Linked DNA regions of Gossypium hirsutum: region 1 is linked to region 2. A link is a contact called in public Hi-C data. All regions are on one chromosome and are shown on one strand. The core of a region is the stretch at or near the end of the contact, and the rest is flanking DNA. Distances in the headings are between cores, read along the strand shown.

Region 1 (4,315 bases), core at 1,710-4,209, 470 kb after region 2:
ATTCGAAGATTAAATGGCAGCTTTAGTTGAACCAATAGTTGTAGGAGGAGCAGGAAGCAGTAACTAAAATACATACAACATTAATTCACTAATATAGACACATGTAAGATTATAAGAGTAGCACCAAATATATTTCAGTTTAAGCAAATATAAAAACTTTATCTATATCAGTACCAAATATTAATTCGAAGATTAAATGGTAGCTTCAGTTGAACCAATAGTTGCAAGAGGAGCAGGAAGCAGTAACTGAAATACATAACAACATTATTTCACTAATACAGACACATGTAAGATTATAAGAGTAGCACCAAATATATTTCAGTTTAAGCAAATATAAAAACTTTATCTATATTAGTACCAAATATTAATTCGAAGATTAAATGGCAGCTTCAGTTGAACCAATAGTTGCAGGAGGAGCAGGAAGCAGTAACTGAAATACATACAACATTAATTCACTAATACAGACACATGTAAGATTATAAGAGTAGCACCAAATATATTTCAGTTTAAGCAAATATAAAAACTTTATCAATATCAGTACCAAATATTAATTCGAAGATTAAATGGCAGCTTCAGTTGAACCAATAGTTGCAGGAGGAGCAGGAAGCAGTAACTGAAATACATACAACATTAATTCACTAATACAGACACATGTAAGATTATAAGAGTAGCTCCAAATATTTTTTTAGTTTAAGCAAATATAAAAACTTTATCTATATCAGTACCAAATATTAATTCGAACATTAAATGGCAGCTTCAGTTGAACCAATAGTTGCAGGAGGAGCAGGAAGTAGTAACTGATGCTGAATCTGGTCCAAACAGAAAGTGTTTTTTTTTTAGTGAAGCAGCAATCAAAAGAAAAATATGATATGCCTTTGTATATATGCCATAGATATTTTGGGTTAACCTCATCTGAATTCCTAAAAGCATTAAAACCAGATAATGGATTCTAATTTTCCCAAATAAGCTAATTTGATTATAGAGAGAAATGAATCAAGCTGAAAAATGAATGTTATCTGCCATAATACAGCTACTTGCTATATTATGCCATGATACAAGCAAATAACATAATTATAACATGAAAATAGAAATATTGCATATTGTATATAATACAAATTATTTATGTATCAAATTTTATAAGAATATAAAATAATTTAAACATGACCGCATCATGAGAAAAACGAATGAACACAGATGGGTACAAAGTTGCCAAGTCTACTTCCATCAAAATCAGATAGTAAAATTCATAAGTAGTTAAAAACTGTAAGAATCAATAATAACTAACTTTAGCTTGTGAAGCAACAAAATGACATAAGCTGACACAGATGGGAAAACATTAGCAAGCTTGCAAGCAGTCAACAAAGCATCTTGAACTCTAGCAATCTGGTAAGTGTTTGAAGTTAAATACATTAGCTTAAGCCATCAATATTTTGAGGTATTGAGAAGGAAATAAAAGGAAAGCTTTCGATGGTGCAAACACTAACAATGAAAATGAAGGAGGCCATATAACAATGATTTTAGGAAGACTTAAAAAAAACTTTCTTTTATAACTTTTCAAAGTAAATTTTTTTTTTTAATTTCAATCTTGTGGGAAAGCAAAAACTATATATGTAGTAATCCATAATATATGCATATACTTGAGAGAGTGCTTTTAGTTGGAGTGGGAAACCAATAATAACAAGTAATGAGATTTCTATCAATCAAATCATCCCCTTTGAAGGCATTGTAATAACAAAATCTACAGTATATCATCACTAGGAATGATAAAAAAATGAAAAATCAAAACTCAAAAGACATACCCTTAATCATAAGCTTGTGGAAGTTTAAAGTAGCTTATTCCAAACATAGCAGCAACCAGCTGTTATTGACTTAAAAGGATATGCCAAAAAGCTACAATTAGATACTAATATTTTACCCTTGAGTGCATATAAATCTTTTTTTTTACAATTTATTGCATAAAGCTTGTGGAAGTTTAAAGTAGCTTATTCCAAACATAGCAGCAACTAGTTGTTATCGACTTAAAAGGATATGCCAAAAAGCTGCAATTAGATACTAATATTTTACCCTTGAGTGCATATAAATCTCTTTTTTACAATTTATTGCATAACATTTCCGAGTCCTAGACTCGTTAATCCACAATTGGCCCCTAAGGCTTGTTTTCAATTCCTTTAACATAACATTTCAAACATATCGATATCAAAACATTCTATTATCAATCAAATTTCCAAGTTACCATTTATAATGTCAATTAATTCATTCATTCTAGGGTCCTTCGACTTGTTTGAATCCACTTCAGCCCCTAAGGCTCAGTTTCATTTGATTTACATACTTTGTCATATGGTTACTACATTTAGTTTACATTTAATCACCGAACATATTAATAAAATCCTAATAACCTAACTTGGATTTTCAAAACAGATACTCGAATTAGTCAATCTGCATCTCAAACTGACACTGTAATGTATCATCCGCAAAATATCTTAATAAAACCAGACATCAAAAGAAGCAAGTGTTCCTTCCCGTCCCTTGCTTTACCCCCATTTTTACTCTGAGAATATCTTAATAGTTTTGGTTCTCATTTATGTCAAACATCTCAATGAAAAATAGTTAGATAGTTATAAACCAACAAATGATAGCATATGAAAAACCTATACGTACCAGTATGAAGATAAATCTCTCGATTCATCTACTTCATGCTTTCAACAGCCAGACATGAAAGTGAACAACTGACCGCTTTCAACACGCAAGCGCCATTAACAGAAATACAGTTTAAATTGTATAGCCATTGCAACCTTGCTAGCTTTGAACAAACTAATTCAGTGGTGTACGCACCTTTGAAAAGAATTGGAAACTTCAATTTAACTGGAATATATAAATATTTACCCCAGAAAAGAGGATAAGAAACTTTAATGGAGTTTGCAAAAAAGGAGATTTATATGCATACCCTTGCTTGCTAACATTGAAAGTATATGAAAATGATTGAAATTCCTCCAAAACCCATAGGTTAAACAAAGAAGAAATAAATTGTTCTCAAATAAAAGAACAACTTACCTGATATTTTACACTCCGATGAAGCAAACGAGTAACCTCCAAAACAGAAAAGCGATTCAAGTCAAATGTATGTTAGCTCGACAATAAATCTTAACCGTGTCTGCTGATTCTTTTGAGGGAAATTTAGGGATTAGAAGAAATTAGAGAATTGGGGAAATCTGTTTTGGGTTGGGGGGAATAGGTGTCGGGCATGAGAAAGAAGCAAACATTTCAAGGAAAATGACACCGTTCAAGGTAAACAATTATGTTTTTTGCGGCATTTTTTTTAAAAACGCTGCTAATCCACTAAATATCCATTTAAAACGATATTATTTTAATTTTACTTAAATCCCTTAAATCTTTATAAATATTTAAAGTAAATTTATTTAAACCTAATGATATTGTTTTAATTTTTTTATAAATATATACATGTTATTTTCATTTGATATTTATTAATTTTTTAAATATAAACAAGTTAAATATTTTTAATTATACTTTTTTCTATTAGTTGTTGAATTATATGTAAGTTGTGAATTTAGTCCTTTTACTTTCATTTTGTTATTTTTAGTCATTTTAATTTTCAAATTTTAAAATTGTAGTATTAATTAAATGGTAGCTATTAAATTCATTAAGTTTTGCTATTTCTAAAATCTAATGTAACAAACATATTACTCACAAAAAGCCAGTTACGGATTTAACGGTTGTCATTTGTGTCAAAATTAATATTTTAAAATTTGAAAAGTATATACAGGGACCAATAATAATCTAATTGGATAACATGAACTCAACCTACAACTTTACGCACAATACCAAGACTAATAGCATAATTTAACCAAACATATATAATTGCTATCATTTGAGTCACCATGACTAAAATTTTAAATTTTGAAAAGTACAAACGAAAAAAATGATCGATTTGAAAAATACAGGGACTAAAACTAATCAAATTAAAATATAATGACTAAATACACATTTTACATATAGTACATGGGATAATAGCATAATTTGCCTTTTTTTAAAAAAAATTAATACAACTATGATTCAAACCCATATTACTGTAGAGTACATATGAAAACGACGACGTTTACTTTAAAGTACTATTTTTTTTGCATCCCCTAAATCTTCATATAAAACGACGCCGTTTACGTTATACTTTTTTTTTGCTTTTTGTGGCATTTTTAAAAAAAACGCCGGTACTCCCCTAAAAATCCAATTAAAACGACGCCGTTTTCGTTAAACTGCTATGTTTTTTGTGGCGTTTTTTAAATAAACACCACTAATCTCT
Region 2 (4,550 bases), core at 1,898-4,397:
ATGTCCTGCATGCATAAATCCCAAAGGGGAAAATATTAAATAAAACTACTATTTAAAGGTCCCACCATTCGCATAATTACTAAGACTGATGTTAAGAAAAGCCCAACCTCCATTTCATTAGAATGCATCCGAACCAAACGAGGTACCTGGGACAAAATAAAAAATATTTAGCTTGTATTATTGTATACTAAACCCCGAGGATAAGTTTAGCAGATATAGAGAAAGGGAAAGAGGAGACAAACAGACAAAATACGTTAAAATGAAAAAATGTATTTCAGTGTCATGGAAGTCTATCACATAAAACAGAACACCAAAAATGACACATGTCCTGACTTAACAGAACCATACAAAATATGAACATTACAATTAATAAAAGAACCAATGTTACCCAATTTTGATGAGAAGTCACCTTGCATATCAGGCTGGAATTAACATGCATATGGAAGATACTTGATCAAACATCATAGGTAACAGCATTTCAAAATCTCAACTGATAGTGTTTTCTATCAAAATCACAAAATGCTAACCAAAAACGAATTTTAGTTTGATAAATGAATTTGTGGAGGTCCATCTAACTCAGCTCAAGACCAATTCACACTCACAGACAACAAATAAAACATCCACTACAAAAAATGGGATGTGTTTGCCCGAAAAGATCAAATAAAACAAAAGCTCAAGAAAGGAATGAAAAAATTAGAGCAAGAGAACATGAAATAAAAAAATAATAATAACTTACCTTAATCTTCTTTCCTGTATTTACGTTGACTATAAAATCACCCTTTCGAACCACACCCTCGTAGACTCTTCACCAATATAAATTATTGTTAGGTAATATAGCATGAAATACATGCACTACAACAACGGAAAATGATGCAGCAACATTACCTCAGATATGTTAGCTGACCAAACCGCCCTTCCTCCAGCTTAAAAGCTAATGCTACAAGTGGTCCATCTGGGGTTCCAGGCAACATTACCTACAAGAGAATTACAAAAGAATTACATTAAAAAAAGTTTCTGACCAGATTCATCAAAACCTTTTTGGGAGGACTTGAAGTAATCAATTTTATACCTTTTCTTCATTCTTTGTTTGATCAAGAGCATAGTTACTGACTTCAATTGGACATGGCAAGTAACTAAGGACACCATCTAAAAGTGGTTGTACACCCTGTGCAGAAGAGAAAGTATCAAATAAGTGGCATCTAATAATCCAACAGATAAATAAACAAATAAAATAATCTAAATTCTGATGGCTGCCTTATTGTCAGAAGTTGGTTGACTGAAATTAATGGGAACCAAAGAACAGAATTAATCATAAAATACCTTGTTTTTGAATGCACTACCCATGAATACAGGAACAAACTTCCTTGCTATGGTTGCCCTACGAACTGCTTCCTGCTCAGAGCAAGCTATAAATTTTAGAACTCACATCAAGTTCATAAATCAAGTAAAAAGAAGCAGCAACATATAGAACTGTAAGTTAAAACAATAGAAAAATAAATGTTGTGGTCTACACTTGGGTAATAGTTAAGCTAATATCACATTGTAACGTTCGATGCAAGAAAAAGCCTCCATCGTCCACCCGTACAGCACGTATAGAGTACAATGAAAGACCATTCAACATGAAGGATCATTGTAAATCCACTGAAAGGCCATCAGCCCATAACATCCATATTCAAATTTCAGAAGCAAGCATGGACTCTGAATATTTGATGGGCATCAAGTCAAAGTGAAGGCAGGCATGCTATTTTCCCTGCCATTTTTTAAATGCAAAAGGGACACTAGATGGGCAGCATCAAATACACTTTCTATCAGTAGAAAAAAAGAATTAAATAAATCACCAGTCCCCGAACAGACCTCAAGATCAGCAGGGGAAATAGGCTCATCACTTAGAAATGCTTCAGCTAGTTTATCATCCACTTCAGAAACCACTTCTATTAGTTCACGTCTCTTTTCTGCAACTATGGCTTCCATATCTGCTGGTATCTCCTCAGTCACAATTTTTTCTCTGCAATAGTTATTATATGACCAAAAAGAAATAACAGGAAATGAAAAGGCTGTCACACGAAGAAAAATTAAGTGAACCAGAGAGATCGAAACAAACCCGCTGGAACCATGAAAATAATAAGCTTTTAGCTGCACAAGGTCGATAAGTCCCTTAAAGTTTTCTTCCAAACCAATTGGAACTTGCACAGCCGCAGTATGATGCCGAAGCTTAGACCTTGCCTGACACCAGGCACAGAAACGATCAGCATGCCACTATTAAATGTGTGAAGTTCAATAACATCAATTCAGTTACATGAATGTACCTGGTTGAGAACTTTCCATGGATCAGCTCCCATTCGATCGAGCTTGTTAATAAATGCGAGTCTTGGCACCTCGTATCTTCTCATTTGCCGATCAACAGTAATTGACTGACTTTGTACACCACCAACGCTACACAAAACCAAAATGGCACCGTCAAGAACACGCAGCGCCCTCTCGACTTCAATCGTAAAATCAACGTGACCAGGCGTATCGATTATATTAATCTGAAACAGCAGATGGAAAATTTGCACGTCATAATAAGTAACACAAAGAGTCAAATTAGGTCAAATTCAAAATACCATACGAACCTGGTAATCTTTCCAGGTGCAATACGTGGCAGCAGATTGGATAGTAATTCCTTTCTCTCTTTCTAAATCCATGGAATCCATCTTTGCTCCGACGCCGTCTTTCCCGCGAACCTCGTGGATCTCGTGGATCCGGCCGGTGTAATAGAGAACCCGCTCTGTCAGTGTGGTCTTTCCGGAGTCGATGTGAGCGGAGATTCCGATGTTTCGGAGTCGTTCCATGGACTCTTTCCACCATGGTTCTTTGTCGTCCTTTGCTCGCGCGACGTTGCCAGCAGCGAAATGACGGACCTCGAAGTTCCCGCGTAGGAGGGCGGCCGTCGGGGAGGGGGAAGAGTAGGGCGCCGCTTTGGTGGAGTACAAGGTGTAAAGGAGGCGCGGGACTGCGGATCTTTGGAATCGCGCCATGGTGGAATATGGATAGTGCTGCTTGGTGCGGGTAAAACCCTAAACCCAAGATAAGGGGCTTTTACTTTCCCGTTCGGGTTCTGAAAAGGGGCGGGTTAGGATCAGGAACAATTCGGATTCATTTTCTCCGGTGGTCGGTTAATTTGGATATTCGTCCAGGCCTATTTGGTGACTTCATTTGCTTTCGATAAGCCCATTAGTTCCTGTTCTAAATATGTAGTTGGGCCCTAAAGCAATCCAAAAAGAGACCAACAAACCATAGCACAAGGGTCCCAACCTCATATCTCAACCATACCACTGAGGTCATGTTTTGAAGCCAATGCCTAAATATAGGCGGTAGCCAATATCATGGCATGTCTCTATTGAAGAAAGAATTCTTGATATCATTTACTTATGCAACAACCAAAAAATAATCAGCACATAAAAGAGCTCCACAACATACACCAAATCTAGCAACCAAAGGTAGTGCCCTTTCCTTCGTTGGGTAACAGATAGATACAAACTCAAGCTATTACTAGTTAGGAGGTCGTCTCTCCTTATCTTCCATCATGTCTTTAATGACAATGTTTGAATTGGTCCCTAAAGTATAGTGATAAAGTCCATCCTCCATTTTAATCTCCATAACCATATGTCTTAGCAGTTATGTAATGATTCAAAAGTCAGTGGTGTCGAAAAGTGAGGTTTTGGAACCCCGTTTTCATAAATCGTACTCGTAAATTTTTTTTATTAAATATTTATGGAGTTGTGTTAGAAGTGAATTGAATTTGGGTTAGGTAATTTTTATCGAATTACTGCTAAATTAAGGTATAGGGACTAAGTCATAAAAATGTCAATTTTATTTGTTAATGAATTAATAAGTAGAACTTGGTTGAGGGATTTTTATAGCAATTAAACCACTATTATAGTGGTACTGGACGGTAATGTACTTTGTAATAGAAGAAAATGTGATAAAATTTTACTAAATTAATTTAATAATAAAACATAATAATAAACAAGTTAGGGGGAAAAGTAGGTAAAAAAAACATTTCATCCATTTTCATGCAAAAATCGAATCGGGGAGAAAGAAAAATAGGAGACCAATGACCAAGGGTTTCAAAGTTTAAAGCTTCAATTAGTATGTTCAATTTAGTTTTTTTCTTGTAATTTTTATATTTTCGGAATCCTGATAATTTAAGTTAGCTGACCCATGTCGTATTTTCGATACTATTAAAGATTGAGGATGTTACCATTGTTGAATAGTTGAAGTTTTTGGTGTTAATTTGATAGAATTTAAATTTAGAGTTGAAAAATGACTAAATTGTAAAGTAAATTGATGATTTTGTGCAATAGGGACTAAAGTGCATAACTTTAAAAATTAGTGGTAAAAATGAGAAATAAAAGGTCCTAGAAGTACTATAGTCCCAATCTTAGGGACTAAATTGAATAAAATGCATATTTTTCATAAATTTACAATTGAGTATGAATTTGTTTGTATATTGATGAACTAGTATATTTGTGTTAATGCATAGCTAACATCGACTTGGATTTCTCAAA

Evidence for each region. A called contact is a pair of places that touch in the nucleus more often than the background predicts.
Region 1: a Hi-C map of leaf shows a contact between it and region 2, with 4 times the contacts expected there. The contact joins the promoter of LOC121203710 here to the promoter of LOC107952877 in region 2. A contact is called at or near these places in 2 of 34 Hi-C or Micro-C datasets (both in leaf).

The regions. Positions count from the first base shown.
Region 1 is chrA07:37,871,156-37,875,470 of Gossypium_hirsutum_v2.1, forward strand. It overlaps LOC121203710, which reads right to left and starts at 2,960. Exons shown (of 13, transcript XM_041074150.1): 1 at 2,945-2,960; 2 at 2,732-2,862; 3 at 2,659-2,676; 4 at 1,286-1,383; 5 at 726-809; 6 at 542-613; 7 at 359-430; 8 at 175-246; 9 at 1-63. The coding sequence starts at 2,960.
Region 2 is chrA07:37,396,652-37,401,201 of Gossypium_hirsutum_v2.1, forward strand. LOC107952877 (elongation factor G-1, mitochondrial) reads right to left here and starts at 3,148. Exons shown (of 20, transcript XM_041118157.1): 1 at 2,613-3,148; 2 at 2,307-2,528; 3 at 2,102-2,223; 4 at 1,855-2,005; 5 at 1,321-1,392; 6 at 1,070-1,165; 7 at 886-974; 8 at 737-803; 9 at 108-146; 10 at 1-5. The coding sequence starts at 3,017.